Regions from separate parts of the Mus musculus genome. Here region 2 is linked to region 1. Evidence: chromatin contacts called from public HiChIP or PLAC-seq data. All regions are on one chromosome and are shown on one strand. Each heading gives the region's core, a stretch centred on a gene start, on an enhancer-like site or on the middle of the called end of the contact. The rest is flanking DNA. Distances are from core to core; before and after follow the strand shown.

What was found. HiChIP or PLAC-seq counts read pairs in DNA pulled down with a chosen protein or histone mark.
Region 2: an H3K27ac HiChIP or PLAC-seq map of regulatory T cells shows a contact between it and region 1, with 5 times the contacts expected there. The contact joins two enhancer-like sites. A contact is called at or near these places in 11 of 484 Hi-C or Micro-C datasets (the G1E-ER4 cell line, bone marrow-derived macrophages and embryonic stem cells) and 1 of 115 datasets of contacts at active chromatin or transcription factors (regulatory T cells).

The regions. Positions count from the first base shown.
Region 1 is chr16:33,303,637-33,311,522 of GRCm38.p6, reverse strand. No RefSeq gene overlaps it. Among named protein-coding and RNA genes, the nearest start is that of Snx4, 56 kb to the right of the region's middle. Within about 2 kb of position 4,567, at least 34 of the 459 cell types and tissues checked have an H3K27ac peak or open chromatin away from gene starts, as enhancers often do. A contact at or near this core is called in regulatory T cells, where this site is marked.
Region 2 is chr16:33,603,963-33,611,848 of GRCm38.p6, reverse strand. It overlaps Slc12a8 (solute carrier family 12 (potassium/chloride transporters), member 8), which reads right to left. Exons shown (of 13, transcript NM_134251.3): 6 at 5,596-5,683; 7 at 3,617-3,704. Among named protein-coding and RNA genes, the nearest start is that of Heg1, 77 kb to the left of the region's middle. Within about 2 kb of position 4,823, at least 69 of the 459 cell types and tissues checked have an H3K27ac peak or open chromatin away from gene starts, as enhancers often do. A contact at or near this core is called in regulatory T cells, where this site is marked.

The sequences.
Region 1 (7,886 bases), core at 3,318-5,817:
GCTTTAACCTGCTAAGCTACATTGCTAGCCCCTAAGATTACATTTTCCAATTCAATGTACACAGGAATTCTGCCTATGATCACTGATACACCAGATAGCATTAAAATTAGTTTTTCCAGTTAGAGGGGGACCCAAAGACCCTCCCTCCTTTTCAGTTTCGGTGGCAAGAGTGGAGGATTGCCCGGCTTTCAGGATGCAGGTCCATCATGCAGAGCAGTGATTTTTTGTTTCTACTTCTTTTTTTTTTCTAGACAGAATCTCATATAACCCCATGTTAGCCTTGAACTTCTGATCTTTCTGCCTCTAACTTCCAAGTGCTAGGATTATACATTTGTGCCACACTTACACCCAGTTCTCCTCCTCTTCCTTCTTTCTGCTCCTCCTCCTCACCCTCTCCCCCTTCCCCTTTCTCCCCTGTTCTCCTCCCCTATCCTCTTTCTCCTTCTCCTCCTTCTTTTTCTTTTTTTTAAGTAAAGTCCTGGCCAGATTCTACTTGAAGGCTCTGCTGTATGTTCAGGAGACATGGAGGTGACCACCCTTTCATACGCCCACAGCGGTCCCTGGAGTGATAAAATGCCCCAAGTTCCACAAATCCCCACCTGTGCAACCCCAAGGACTGGGACTGAGTGTAGGCCAGCCTCTCTGAACCTCAGTTTCCTCATGTGCAAAACATAGAGGATAACAGAGTCTGTCTCATGCAGTGCCTGGGAGGCTGAGCTGGGTGGTCCTCAGGTGTCTGTCCTCTCTCCTTGCCTCTCACTTGTGTGTTTAGTCAACGGCAACACTGATTGACCTTCCTGCGCTGAGGGGGTTTGGGTGGGGGCTAGCCTGCTTCTGCATCTCCAGGTCTCTGCAGATCACCATGGAGGGACCGGAACAGACCAGAGCCAGGCCAGGGCTGGGTGGAGGGCGAGCAGGTTAGGTAGCCAGTGTACAAACTGCGAGGAGGCTGCCTCCTAGGGATGGCCTCCTTCCCACCCCAGCCCTAGGTGTCCCCGTCCCCCAAATGGCCAGGGGCAAAGTATGGTGCAGGTATGATGGGTGCTGAGCCAGCAGACTTACCTCTATAGCTCTGGGTGGCTTTGTACACCTTCAGTCACCTGGCCACTCAGAACAGCACAGGGCTGGGAGCACCCCAGCTGCGCTGGACCCACAGGTGTAGGCGGGGCTGGGGGCCTGCTGCTCTAACTACATCCCAGCTGGGCTGACTTTGCTGATCCAGTTGCCTTATTTTACCTTCACTGACCCCATGTGGCTGTGACTAAACGCCTGGGGAAAGCAAGTTAGCAGAAGAAAAGGTTTGCTTTGATACGTGGATTCAGGTCATTGTGGTTTGGCTCCACCCCTTTGAGCCTGTTGGTCAGGCAGTACAGCACAGGGGAGAGTATGAACCAGAGGAGAGCTGTTTCCCTGTTTCTGGGCAGCCAGGAAGGGTGGGGGGGGGGGGGCTAGTGTCCCAGCATTCCCTTTAAGGGTGAACATCCATCACCTGACTTCCTTCTGCTAGGCTCCACCTCTTAAAGGTTCAACCACCTTCCCATAGTGAGTGCCATGGCTGGCAACTAAGTATTAAAAGCAAAGCATAGGGCTGGTGAGATGGCTCAGTGGGTAAGAGCACCCGACTGCTCTTCCGAAGGTCCGGAGTTCAAATCCTAGCAACCACATGGTGGCTCACAACCATCTGTAACAAGATCTGACTCCCTCTTCTGGAGTGTCTGAAGACAGCTACAGTGTACTTACATATAACCAAAGCATAGGTTAACAAGATGGCTCAGAGGATAAAGACACTTGCCACCAAGCTTGTCAAGCTAAGTTGGATCCTTGTCTTGGGCTCCACATGGTGGAAAAAGAAACTGACTCTCAGTGGTCCTTTGATCTTTGAATGTGTGTGGTGGTGGTGGTGGTGGTGGTGTGTGTGTGTGCGCGCACACACACACTAATAATGATGATGATGATGATAAATATTCTTTTAAGATATGGTCTCACTATGTAGCACTGGCTGATCCCAAATTGTCTATGTAGACCAGGCTATCCTTGATCTCACAGAGATCCACTTGCCTCTGCCTCCCAAGTGCAAGAATTAAAGGCATGCGCTACCTTGCACAGTTAAATAAATTCTTTTTAAAAGATCCAAAACATAGCAAAATGGAAGGAGTAGCTCACCTCTCAAACACAACTCTACTCTCTAGCTGCTTCTTAGCTGGCCTACCATGAAGGGCTTCCAGATGGTGCCCCTCCCCCACCTTGAGACACTCCAGCCTGAGTTCAGGCCCCCAGGGCTCATGGGTACCCAGCACCTTGAAGCCAGATGTTCTAAGCTGCTCCAGGGTTCAGGGAATAAAGCAAAGAGACGGGCCTAGGGTTTTGTAGCAAGTAGATTTCAAGTTTTACCAAGGTCAGGATGAGCAGGTGGAGTGACCTGGGAGTGGACCCATCTGCATGCATAGGACTGCACGATGGCCCCAAGCTGTTTGTAGCCAAGCTTAGTTTTCTGCTTTTTGCAGCTCAGCATTGACTGGGAAAAGAACTCAATTGTCAAGTCCCCTTCCCTCTCCCCACTCCCTCCTCATGTAATTGTTCTGTTAGCACTTGCAGACATTTGTACTAATTAGTTAATTTCATTTTATGCCTAGTTAGGGCCCCAAATGGGGAATCTACAAATTAATGTCAACTCACGAGGCAAATCAATGGACTCCAACAGCCCCCAGCCTTCTGGTTCTGGTTTGAGTTTCTAAGCAGCCAGGATGGGATATTTCCTTCGAAATCCTCAAAAAGGCAATGTTTCAGATTCATTGAGTGCCTAATTGCACGGCTCATGAGGGAAGCTCCCATCAAAAATGAAAACGCAGTCTCCCATGAGCCTCTGCTCCTCTCTTCTCTAGCCTTCACCACCAGCAGGCTCAGCCTGAGCCCAGTTCCAGACACAAACCTCACTGGCCTGCCCTTCCCTGACCCTTCCTCCCATTCTAACAGGGACTGGTTATCATATGAGGAAGACCTGTGTGTAAACATAGCAAAGTCACTTTCCCTCTCTGGCCTCAAGCTTTCTCACAACTTCTGGGGAAATGGGGTTGCTTTCTCAAGGAAATGAGAGGCCCTGCTAGGAACACAGAAAATGCATGGCTCTTGTGATGTTGTTGCCTGGGTTAGCCTGGTACTACGTAGTTCAGGATGGCCTCAAAGTCACATAGCCTCTCTTGTTCAGCTTCTCAGGGGCTGGTATCAGAGGCATGGGCCACCATCCCCAGACTGTCAGGTTCTGGACTAGGATGTGAAGAGAGCAGGGGTGGCCATGGCTCAGGGGAGAGCTGATGCCAGCCGAGCGACTGGCACTTGTGGACCACTAGGCCATATTTGACTTGTGCTGGCAGCTGCAGGGAGGAGCAGCCTCCAGCTTTACAGTGATGTCTGGGGCCTGAAGCTTCTCCTCTGGCTGTGGAGTAGACAGACAAGCACGATGAGACCGGCACCTGCCAGTGACCAACCCATGCTGTGAGTTCAAAGATCTCTGTCCGCAAAACACTGAGTGTGGGGCCGGGCTGCTCGTAGGCTGACCATGTGAAGAGAGATGTCTGTGTGCCAGTCCCAAGTACCCTGTCCTCGAGGCTTGAGTGGGTATGGTCTGGCTCCGTGCCAACTGCTTTGTCAGCAGAGGCAAGCAGAAAAACAACCTTTTAAGTCCTTCATGATGTGTGTGTGTTGAAGAATATATGGTGAATCTTGGTTTCTTAAAAAAAAAAAAAACCCAGTTATGCTATGTGCATGTTTTTGTTTTAATCTCAGGTGTGGGATAGAGGTTCCTTTAGTTTGTCCACAGCTGCTGTGATTTTTTTTTCATATTCTAGGAGGGGTGTGATCTTTGCCAGCTAAAAAATTGTTTATATTTGGAATTCTGGCGACTCTTGAGAGGGTATAAATGCGAGAGCCCTGAGCACGCGTGTGGAGGCTGCTTCTGGTTCCTCCTGCTTCCTCCTGGGCTCTGCTGCACTTGCTATTGCTGGATTGCTGGTTGGAGATGTCCTGAAGATAGAGATTGGATTTGCCACGGAACCCAATGCCCCTAGTCAGCAGGAAGTAGTATAAAGAGGTCTATACCTTTCCCTTCTAAACCTCTTTCTTACCTAGTGTTGCGGTGGGAGGATGGAAGGCATTAAGGTGGAATAAGGACTGGAAGTGTGGTAGGTATAAGAACCCAATAAAATAACAACAACAAAAATATCCAAGACAAAAACACAAGGACATACTATACCATCTTTCTAATCTAAAAGTGTGAAAACTTCTCATCTCTTCATTCTCCCAAGTGGAGTGTGTATTTCTCTTTTTGAAATAGTTTTTGGAGGCATTCGGGTATATTCCCAGCCTGGACAACATGACAAATCCTATTCTCAGAAGGACTGGGTTAGGATGTGTGGCTCAGTGGTAGAGCACCTGGATTCTCCCTGGAAGCCCTCCTTAGAGGACAGGCAAGCTCAACTCCCCCTCAAAAGGCTTCACTGCGTAGGACAGTGAGGTATCATCCAAGCCTGGTGAGTCCCCAGAAGACAGTCTCCTCTGAGTAATTACATTGCCAAAATGTAGGTAGAAAGGTCCAAGTTTAAAGGTCTGTTTACTTTATTGCCCTTTTACCACATGGACTGTGCCTGCTTGGTTAATGTTTATTTTGTTGAATAATCTAGTTTTAGTCACATCAATAAAAGTCCGTGCTACTTTTATAAAACAAAAACCAGTTTCAACCAGAGGTTTCTCCTGGGTCCGTTAGCTTTGCTGCCACCTAGTGGCACACTCCTAGAGTGCAGGGCTGGCCATATGGGACAGCCACCAGAGTTCCTTCCCTGGGCTAGAGTTCAGGGACTGCCTATAAGTGAGGTAGCCAGCCTGACCGAGGTTTACTCTAAATTCTAATTTCTACATACTAAAATAGAAAGTTCTCTATATGGGGGCAGGAGATTGTCACAATCAAAAGAACCAATGACCATCAAATGCCTAGTGTCCTGTAATTATTCAATGTCTTGGTGGAGAACTTGCTCTCACGGAGTGGTTTCCAACTGTTTATTATTATTAAGTATTATTATTAGTCTGTTTATTTAATGTGCATTGGTGTTTTATGTGCATGTATGTTGGCATAAGGGTGTCAGATCTTCTGGAACTGGAGTTATAGACAGTTATAAGCTGCCACATGGGTGCTCAGAGTTGAACTCATGTCCTCTGGAAGAGCAACCAGTGCTCTTTACTGTCGAGCCATCTCTCCAGCCCCTCCCAGATGTTTTTTTATAGATTCCTGGTCTCATGGTTTCTGTCACTGACCCCAGTGATATTACAGACAGGCACTACATTGTCAGGCACAACCTAAGTCTACGTTGGTCAGGCACTGTGGACCAGAGGTGAGAGAGAGAGCCCGATCAGGAGGGGTGTGGGTAAATCTAGCAAGTGATATTTAACAAATAAAGAGAAAGTCAGCCAGGAGCCCAAGGACTGGGAGAGGGCTGCCTGGATGGCGGCACAAGGGGGCACTAAGTCAAAAACACTGCAAGATTTTAAGAATGAATGACTCAGCAGAAGACAGCTGAAGATTCCAATTTTATAAATCTATAAATGAATTGAGCATGGTGGCACACATCTGTAATGCTTGTAAACTTGAAGGCTGAGATGGGAAGACTTGGAGTTTGCTAACCTGGGCTACACAAGATGCTGACAAAAATAAGGGGTGCAGAGGTAGTTGTCGCTAATGCGCTTGCCACACAGACACAAGGGCCAAAGAATCCACCCCAAAAGCTGGGCACACTGAGGATCCCATCCCATCACTGAGGAGGAAGTAACCGGTGAACCCCAGAGTTCACTGACCAAGATTCAGGGAGGGAGCATGGCTATGGTTGCCAACTGGACATGCCAGGGAGGCGGAAACCCCAGTTCAAGAACTGCCTCCATCAGACTGGCGTATGGATATGTTTTGGGAGCATTGTCTTGACTGCTAATTGATGCGGGAAGGCCCAGCCCATTGTGAGCGGTGCCTTCTCTGGGTAGCAGCCTGGGCTGTATAAGAAATGTCAGCTGAAGTGCTCCTGTGGGAAAGCCAGTGTTCCTCCATGGTCTCCACTTCAGTTCCTACCTTGAGCTCCCTTGATGGATTGACACCTGTAAGCCAAATAAACCTATTATTCCCAAGATGCTTGTATCACAGCAACAGAAAGCAAAGGACATATACCTTTAAGGTAGGTTAAAATGGAGAAAAGAAAACGAGAAATTAGGCAGCTGGGTGTTGCTGTAGAAGAGAAGCACTATTTGTTGAGACAGAGTCCCACAGTGTAGCCCAGGCTGGACTCAAATTGCTTGCTGATCCTTCTATTCCAGCCCCCTAACTCCTAATATGACAGATGTGCACCACATCTAATGATGCGGGAGATTCTGACACATCTACACTATACTTGATAGATGAGGGAGAACAAAACAGATTACAATAAGGAAAATACTTGGACTCCAGTTTAGAGGCTTCCATAGTGGCCCACAGGGTGCACTGACCCCTGGTCCCTATAGCTATCCTTAATGCATACCAGGATTTGATCCTCTGAGCTCTTTCCATACTTACAAGCCAGCCATTTCAAGCACTTCAGGCTGCGTCCTCTCCAGGGGAGCTTCAGCAGTTTCAGGCCATGGTGTTTCTGAACAGAAGCATAGGGAAGCTCTCCCAGAGGAGGTAATGGGGGAGACCGTACGTCTAGGCACAGGAGGGGACCGAAGCTGAGCCAAGTCAGGCAATCGAAGTGGCCTTTCCAAAAGCCTGAAGCAATGAGAAGCCGATGCTGTGGTGCCCCAAGTTTGTGTGCTTGGATGTTAACCCCCAATGCAACAGTGTTAAAAGGTGGTTGGGCCGGAAGTGGTGATGCATACAAACCTGTACCCTCAGCACTCCGGAGGCACAATCAGGAGAATCTCTGGGTTTGAGGCCAGCCTGGGCTGCACAGAAAGACCCTATTTCAAAACAAACAAAAAGAGGCGTTGGGCCAGGAATTGGTTAATGTTGATTATGGAAAGGCTTTTAGTCACCCAGTCTCTTATGCTATCCTCCTACCCACCTGCCTGGCCGCCCACCCAGCCACCCATCCGTTTTTTGAGACAGGCTGCATCTAGCCCAGGATGAATTCATACTCTACATAAGGAAGGGTCCCCTCCACTTCCGATTCCCCTCTTCCTCTGTAGTCTGTCTTCTACCATGTGCTGACTCATCAAGATGGCAGATACAGCCTCTCCATCTTAGGCTTCCCAGTCCCCAGAGCTGTTCTGCTTTTCTGACCCAGGTATTGCTAAGTGGCCCCAGGTGGCCCGTCACTTGTTGTGTAGACCCAGATGAGTTCAAACTCACAACAATCCTCTCATCTCCATCTCCCGAGTGCTGAGATCACACCCATACCTTCCCCTATCTAGAATTTTTGTTATGATCACATAAGTTAGGCCTGAGGTCTGCACACTGCCTCCCAGGTGTGCCCTTTGCTGCTTCCTTAGCCAGCCTTCGTTCAGGCAGTGTCCCTGTCATGGATACACAGGTGCTCCCCCAAGAGCTTCAGTTTCCACCTCTCCCAGAGGACAGGGGGCTTCAGTTACTCCTGGGCTGGTGTCCATCGCAAACTGAACCTGAGCTGCCCAGGGCTCCAGGGTCAGGCGGATATGGGCGATTCCTGAGGTCCCTCCAGTTCCTAATGGGGGTACTAGGAAGCCTGCTGTTTGGGGCCTAGCTCATGTAGGACAACTGCTCTAAAGCCACCGGTAAGAGGTCACTGGCCTCCAGCTCACAGGCCAGGGTGTCATATACCAGCTCATGTTTAGGAAGGAACTGGAGAGTTATCGTAACCGTAACTGCCTGGGTAACTGAGCAGCAACGTTCATCCCGGCTG
Region 2 (7,886 bases), core at 3,574-6,073, 300 kb before region 1:
CATTTAGAAGGGACTCATTTGACCTCATCTAGTTCCTGTGACTCTGGATGATACTGTGGGGGACATCCTGGTGACCCTACAAGTTCAGATAAACTAAGAAGGCAACACCTGTACACACATATCCAGCTTCCTCCCACCTCACACTTCCAGACATGTATTTCCAATGTTCGCATTACTCTGCTGTTTGACCTCTGCCCCCAGCCAAATTCTGCCTTCACTTGGCAGCTGGTGCCCACAAAGGAGTAAATAAAGCACGCTTCGTCTCTGAGGGGCAGTGCTGCCAGGGCCTGAGCAGAGGATGGCTCAGCCAGTAAGAGGGGCAGTGCTGCCTCGGGCCAGAGCAGAGGATGGCTCAGCTGGTCTGAGGGGCAGTGCTGCCTAGGGCCAGAGCAAAGGATGGCTCAGCCGGTGGCAGGTGCTGTGGTGGGCACTGAGCAGATGCCTACAGCCACTCACCAGCCATGAGAGCTCTGCCCATCCCAGGGATGGCACGCAATGGAATGCAGTAGTGTCATGGGCTTTCATAGTCCCCTCCCCTTGGATTCTCGTTGTCACGAGCATCCTGAAGGATTAGGGCTAGCTCTGGTGGGATTTCTACCTGTAACAGAGATGCTTTGGGGTCTTCTCGATACTTCATTTGCTCTTATCCGGTGAACTGGAATTTCTTAGGATTCTTGGTGCTCTTGGCCTGTTATAAACACCCACTTCCTGGAGTGTGTGCGGTTTACTTTGTAAGATTTTTTTTTTCCTGATAATACTGTTCTTTAGTATTCTCTATCACAGAGAATAGTGGGATTGACAACTTTCCTACTGAATTAAACATGGAGGGATGAAAGGTATGACAGAGTGTCTCTAAAATAGATGTCTCCTCGTATAAGGATGTCCCCATGATGTCCCCCATGAGTGTGAAAGGGTTGAATTCTAATAACCCCCTGCCATGGGTCACTCTGTGATTTCACAACCACCACATGGAGTAATGTGCTTGAAGGAAGAGTGAGGGAAAAGTTCTTCCATTGTGGGAGAAGTGGGTTGGAAAGACAGAGAATTAGAAATAGATCAGAGGAAGCTGCAGGGAACCCAGACAGAGAGGATCAGCTGCCCGGGCCCACATGGGAAAGGACTGAGAAACCCAGGAGCCATCCAAGGGGACTGTTCACTGGCAGGCACTGGCAGGGCCATGCAAAGGAGCAGCACAGAGAGCATGTTTAAAGCCAGCTGCTCTCTGTGTCTGACGGTGACTGTGGGGAACACGGACAGATGTAGCCCAGCTTAGAACCCAGACCTGAGCCGAGTGGTTTAATAAAACTACATGAGAGTGATGGACTATCCATAAAGATACCTCGAGAAGCGGACATCCCTGCGTTCTGGTGCAAGCTCACACAGCCCAACTGTCTGAATATAGTGCCTACCACTGCAGCCACTTCAGACCCAGAGGGAGACACGGGGGTGGGGGGGAGGAGTCTGGGAAAGGATCATGGGTAATCCTTTGGGGGAAGGATGATGGAGCGCTCCGCTCCTGGAGTTTTCCTCGCTGGTCCATCCCCGGGCACCCTGCATCTGCTGAGAACCAGAACAGTCGTCTTGCTTTTCTCAGTGGCCTTCACTGCCTGATCCAGGGAAAGGTCTCTGTGTAGCCTCTAAAGTCTACACTCCATTTCTCACCCTAGCATGTGCATCAGAGCCAAGCCTGGGTAGTGCATGCTGCCGACTGGACTTCCTACCTGTCTCACTGTTCTGGACCAGTGGTGCTCCCAAGAAGGTCCTCCCTGTCAGCAGGTTTATTACTGATTGAGGACCTTCCACCCACAGAGGCTGTGGAGGCTGCAGCAGGCACCTCTGAGATGGTTCTGACCTATGCTGGGGTCAGCTTCCTTGGTGACAAGGCCTCCCCCATGTGCACCCTGAGCCTTCCCTCCAGAGCAGAGGATGGGAAGATGAGCCACACCCAGCGGGGAATCTGCCTCCCTCTATCCAGACCAGAGTCTAGTGAAGAGAGCACTGGGGAGGGAGCTAGCTGCGAGAGAGGAAGCAGTCTCAGAGGCAGGCAGAGCTACACACACACACACACACACACACACACACACACACACACACCCTTAGCTGCAGACAAGCAGGTGTCCCTGGAGGAGCCACTCCTTCTCCATTCAGTGGCTTACTGAGGTTTTCAGTTTCTCATGTGCAGCCACACTTGCCACTCCACTGAGAAGGGATCTGTGGAGGTCAGATTTCAGATGGAACTGTGTGTGTGTGTGTTCATGTTCATGCATGTATGCATGTGTATGTGTGTCTGTGCATGTGTATGTGTGTGTATGAAAGTGGGTGTGAGGATGTGTGTGTCAGTGTGTGCGTGCGTGCATGCACACATGCATGCAAGTGCACACACTTGCATGCGTGCATGCGTGCACACATGCATGCAAGTGCACACACTTGCACATAGGAGGGGAGAGAGAAAGAGAAAGAGAGAAGAGAGGGGGAAACTTCCTTGAAAGCAAACCTTGCAACCCAGTGTCCAAGATTTGGGGCCCTTCCCATCCTGCCTGTGGTCTACGGTCATGACCTCTGGAAACAAGTGTCACCTGTACTGGAATCTACTCACTATAAAGAGAGACCTGAGTGGATGTGGAGAGCAGCCTCAAGCGCATCTTTAGAAAGTAGTTCCGTCTCCTCTGTCAGGATTTCCCATCACTGGCCTCCTGTGCTCAGCTCTACCCCAGAGAGCAGTGCAGGAATTCACAACGCTGGCCTAATTGGCCACCATTCTCTAAAAATTATGGGAGTTTCAGAGTCTGCTTTTATTCTGTGAACTCGGGGCACCATAGGAGTTTTAGGGGATTTTTTTTTCTTCAGAAAATCTAATTCTTTTGAGGTTAAGAGCCAAATATGTGTCCTTGGTGTCACATGACCTCCATTCTGTAAAGAAGCAGTGGAACTCAAGGAATTCATTAATCTGACCTGGTTTGTAGTCCAGAAACAAAGATGTTGTAGCCAAACCAACCAAGAGTTGCTGAGATTCTCAGGAGAGACTTCCTCCTGTCTTTCTCCATGCCAGCCCTGCCCTGGGGGAGCGTGTGTGCCGAGAGAACACATTCCCACTTTCTCCTTCCAGCTTGTGGGCTGGGAGATGTAATTTAGGTCCTCAGGCTTCGAAGAAAGAACCTTAGTCCATTGAGCCCTCTTCCTTGCTTTTTGAGACAGTGTCTCTCACTGAGACCTGGGCTCACTAAGTAGGCTGGTTGACCAGAAAGCCCCAGAGAGCCACTCCCAGCATCTTACATGAATCTTGTGGGGGACCACTGGGGTCTTCATGCTTGTACAGCAAGCATTTTAACATCTGACTACCTACCCTGTCATTTGTCTTGATTTTTGACATGGAAAGATGACCCTGTTATCTAGTCTCCTGAATTCATGTCCCTCTTTGGATGCTGGAATCTGAACGCCATTATGAGGATCCACAGAGAGATGTTGCACATTCTCCATATGCCAGCACCCAAAACCTCCAACTTGGTCCTGGGCTGAAGGCAATACAGATTCTCAGACAGAGCTGCAAGAGGAGGCTGTTGGGTGTTGGGTGTTCATGGAACAAGTAAGCCCTTTGGGCAGCACAGGATGCACCCACCTTTTCAGCTATCAGGAAGTCAGAGCGGAGGGCCTCTCGGGTACAGACGGCACCAAGCAGGAAGGCAAAGATGATGTAGAGAAACCACCTGCAAAATCCAAGAGAAAGAGCTGCCATATTGTCCAGCCCCAATCCCACCAAGCCTCAGTTTTCTATGGGAACCTGAGTCATGAAAGAAGGCCAGCCATGGAGCCATGGAGAAGCCTGGGAAGGTGCATTTTGTACTCTTTCTACTCTATAGTGTATTTCTTGGCCAAAAGAAACCAAGGTAGCAGTGGTTTTAATCTTATATTAAGAAAGGGTATTGAAGTGGGGAAATGGGAAGCCCAGCTTCCCGGACTTGGCCAGGGTTGACCTGCTGTCCTGCAGTCCATCTATCTTCCTCCAGTAGAAGAATTACCCAGTCATGTGTTGGACCTCTCCGGTCTCTAGACCACAGGCAACAGTGTACTTAAGTGCTTTTGTTAACTTGGCACAAGCTAGGATCACCTGAAAAGAAGGAACCTCAACTGAGAAAATGTCTCTGTAAGATTGGCCTGTGACCCGTAGGTGAGTATAGCCGGCATTTTCTTGATTAAGGATTGATAGCGGAGGGTACAGCCCACTGTGGGTGGTACCATCCCTAGGCAGATGGTCTGTAAGAAAGCAAGCTGAGCAAGCCAGTAAGCAGCATTCCTTCATCTATCATCTCTGCTTTCCGCTCCTGCCTCCAGTCTGACTTTCCGCCATGATGAATGTATACTGAGATTAACTGTTTCCTCCCCAAGGTCCAGCAACAGAAAGCAAATGAAGACACAGAGGGGAGAATTAACAGGTGAAGCTGTAGAGTGGCTCTGCCATCAAGCTGTTCTGGGTGGCTGACTAAGTCACATGACCCTGAGATCTGCCCATTCCCGGCTGGGCCATGACACACAAGGCTCCTCTGACTTCCAGCTCTGTGTAAAGCAGGACAGGTGCTCATGTGGAACCTCCTCTCTCCCCCTCTCTCATGCTCAGCTCTTCCTGATCGTTTTATGCTCTTCACAATGTCCTTGCCTCTTTTATACACACGGCCTGGTGCCCTGTGCCTGGCTGGCAGCAAGGGACTTGTGTCAGTAAGCATTCACAGGCAGATATTTTAACATTTTCAAGTGCTGTCATTAAAATAGCACAGGCACTGCCAGCTCCTCGTGGCAGGGTTCTTTCTGCCTATGACCTCACTGCATTTCCGCACCTATTCAGTGAAGGCAGAGAGGTGCCCTCCTGCCTACTACACAGGGGAAATAACAGAAGACTCTAGAAGGAAAAAAAACAAAAAACAAAAAACCCAGACTCAAGGTCTTGTTAGTCAGGTGACAGCAGCGTGATAGGAACTAAAACCCCAGAAACCAGCAACTGAGGGAGGGGGAGCCCCATCTCTGAGCTTCTGCTACTTGCATCATGTAGCATCTCCCTCCATTCATTCGGTACACATATGACATGTAGACATCCCCATCCTCTCTCTCTCTCTCTCTCTCTCTCTCTCTCTCTCTCTCTCTCTCTCTCTCCCTCTCTCTCCCCTCCCTCCCTCCCTCTCTCCTTTCATAGAAGCTCAGAAGGCTGACAAATGGAATGCCGATGCTAGTCTATGAGATTACCCAATGCTTCATCCCCATGTTCCCACCATGACCCTGGGAACTCTGAATTAAAAAAAAAAAAAATCCCCAAGTTCAAAAGAAGGTGGAGAAGAGGCAGGGTGGTTGGGGGTGGGGCAAGGAAGGATTATTTTGCATTCATGATCCCCCTCCTCCCACAGCATTCTCAGGCAGGACTGTGAAAGGGCAGCATCAGAACCCACCAGACGTGAATTTTCCAGCCCACCGAGTGTAAAAAGGAGGATTGGAATACGAAATAGGTTGGTCACAGCCAGGGCATTCTCAGAACAAAAGGGGCAGCCCCCTCTTCTGCCTGGGTTTTCTCTCCCATTCTCCAGCTCAGACCAATCTAAGAGGGGAACTTACGAGACGCCAACAGCTGCTAGGGAGCCTAAGGGGACACTGTCAGCAGGGTCTCTCAGGTCTCCTCCCATGTTGAAGCCAGCCATGACTCCTGAAAGACACCCAGACAAGAGATGAAGTGAGGCAGGGTACTCTGTCAATCAAAGAGCTCTCCCCAGGGTGGTCCCTTCTTCTCCTCCAGGCTCTTTCCTAGAAGCTGTCATTTGAAGGACTGCAGGCTGGCCGCCTGTCTATCTCCCTAGGCAACTGGGGAGGCATCTACAGGGATGTGAAAGGGACCTTTGTGGATTGTGCGCTGAGGAGGAAACCCCTCCCTGCTACAAAAGCATCTTATCACTCCATGAAAGTGTTAAGGATGAGGGAGGTGTGATCAGAGCCACACAAAGGTCCTGATGGGGCATTCTGAGCTCTGCCTGCTTGCTTAGCTGGGACAGTGCCCAAGTGGCTCAGCGGGAATCAAAGGGCCTGCAGAGTTCTTCAGCAACTAATTCACAGAGGGTTCAAGCACTTCTGGGGTTAGGTATCATCCAGCAGCCAGGACCAGGTGCCATGTTCAGAGCTACAAATGACAAAAATCTGAGGTGAACACTCTGGCAAATCTTTTCCGTATTACCTCAAGTCCCAAGAACCCCAGTGGAAGCATTGGAAAGGTAAAGGCACTTGGATCTCTGTGAGTCTGAAGCCAGCCTAGTCTACACGGCAAGTTCCAGGACAGCCAAAGAGTCAGAGTGAAAGGAAGCCTGCCTCAAGAAACTACCCATCCCCTACCCTCCCAAAAGATAATGAAAATTAATTCATCCATCCTGGTGAGGGACCAATAGCATGGCTGAGGAGAAGGGAGATGCTTTCTCTCTAGACACACTCAATAGAACAAAGTGTTCTGAAGTAGAGTAAGAGTCTAGCCCATAAGTATGCTCAATCAACTCGGTGTGATGGAGAACGTGGCCATGAAACTCTGACACAGCAGGGACACATGGTTTCATGTGGAGCATCATAGTGGTTTGAATAAAAATGACCCTCACAGGCCTCCATAGGCCCATAGAGAGTGCCACTATTAAAAGGTATGGCCTTCTTAAAAGTAGGCATGGCCTTGTTGAAGGAAGTGTGCCACTGTGAGGGTGGGCTTTGAGGTCTCAGAAGTTCAAGCCCAGGCTCAGTGGCTCATAGTTCTCTTTCTGCTGCCTGTGGATCAAGATGAAGAACTCTCATCTCCTCCAGCACCATGTCTACCTGCATCCTGCCATGCTTTCTGCCATGATGATAATGGACTGAACCTCTGAACTGTAAAGCAGCCCCAATGAAATGTTTTTCTTTATAAGAGTTGCCTTGGTCATGGTGTCTGTTCACAGCAGTAACTAAGACAGAAGTGTCCCTGAAGGAGATTTTAGTGGACTCAGGGATGTCATGGGTTTGATACCACTACTATTGACTTACATTCAGCCTACAGGGCTGGGTAAGAGCTTCATGCGAATTTTATTTTTGTTTAACCCTTAAAACAACCACATCCGAAAAGTGGAATGACTTTCTCATTCTATAGAAAAGTTCCTAAAGAAGTTGGTTGAAGCAGCCTAAAGGCTCACATCCAGTAAACTGCAGAGCCAGGCTTTACCCAGGGGATGCCGAGTCGAGGGGAAGTTTGAAGCCAGAAAGTCACAGGGTTCTACTTCAAAAGAACCCTGAATGCCGGGCCAAGACTTGGATCTGCATACATTTTCGTCCTAGTGATTCTGCCAAGGGTACTGTGCTGGACAGTCTATACTGCCATCCTGGCACAACCTGAAGTCACCTGGTAAGAGCCACCTCGACTGAAGAATTGTCTCAATCAGATTGGCCTGAGGACACGTCTGTGAGGAATGATCTTGATTGGTGACTGATGTGAAAGGGCCCAGCCCACTGTGGGCGGCACCATCCCTATACCCAGTGGGCCTAGCTTATGACAAAGCTAACAAGCAAGCCAGTAAGCAGCATTCCTCCATGGTCTCTGATTTAGTTTCTCCCTCCAGGTTCCTGTCTTGAGTTCCTTCAGTGATGGACTGTTACTGGGAAATATAAGTCAAATGGACTGGATAGTTTTATGTCAGCTTGACATGAGCTCTAGTGATCCAAGAGGAAGGAACCTCAAGTAAGAAAATGCCTCCATAAGATCAAGTTGTAGGCAAGGTCATGGTGCATTTTCCTAATTAGTGATTGATGAGGTAGGGTCCAGCCCATTGTGGGCGGGGGCACCCTAATGAGCAAGCCATAGGGAGCAAGCCAGTAAGCAGTACTCCTTCATGGCCTCTGCATCAGCTCCT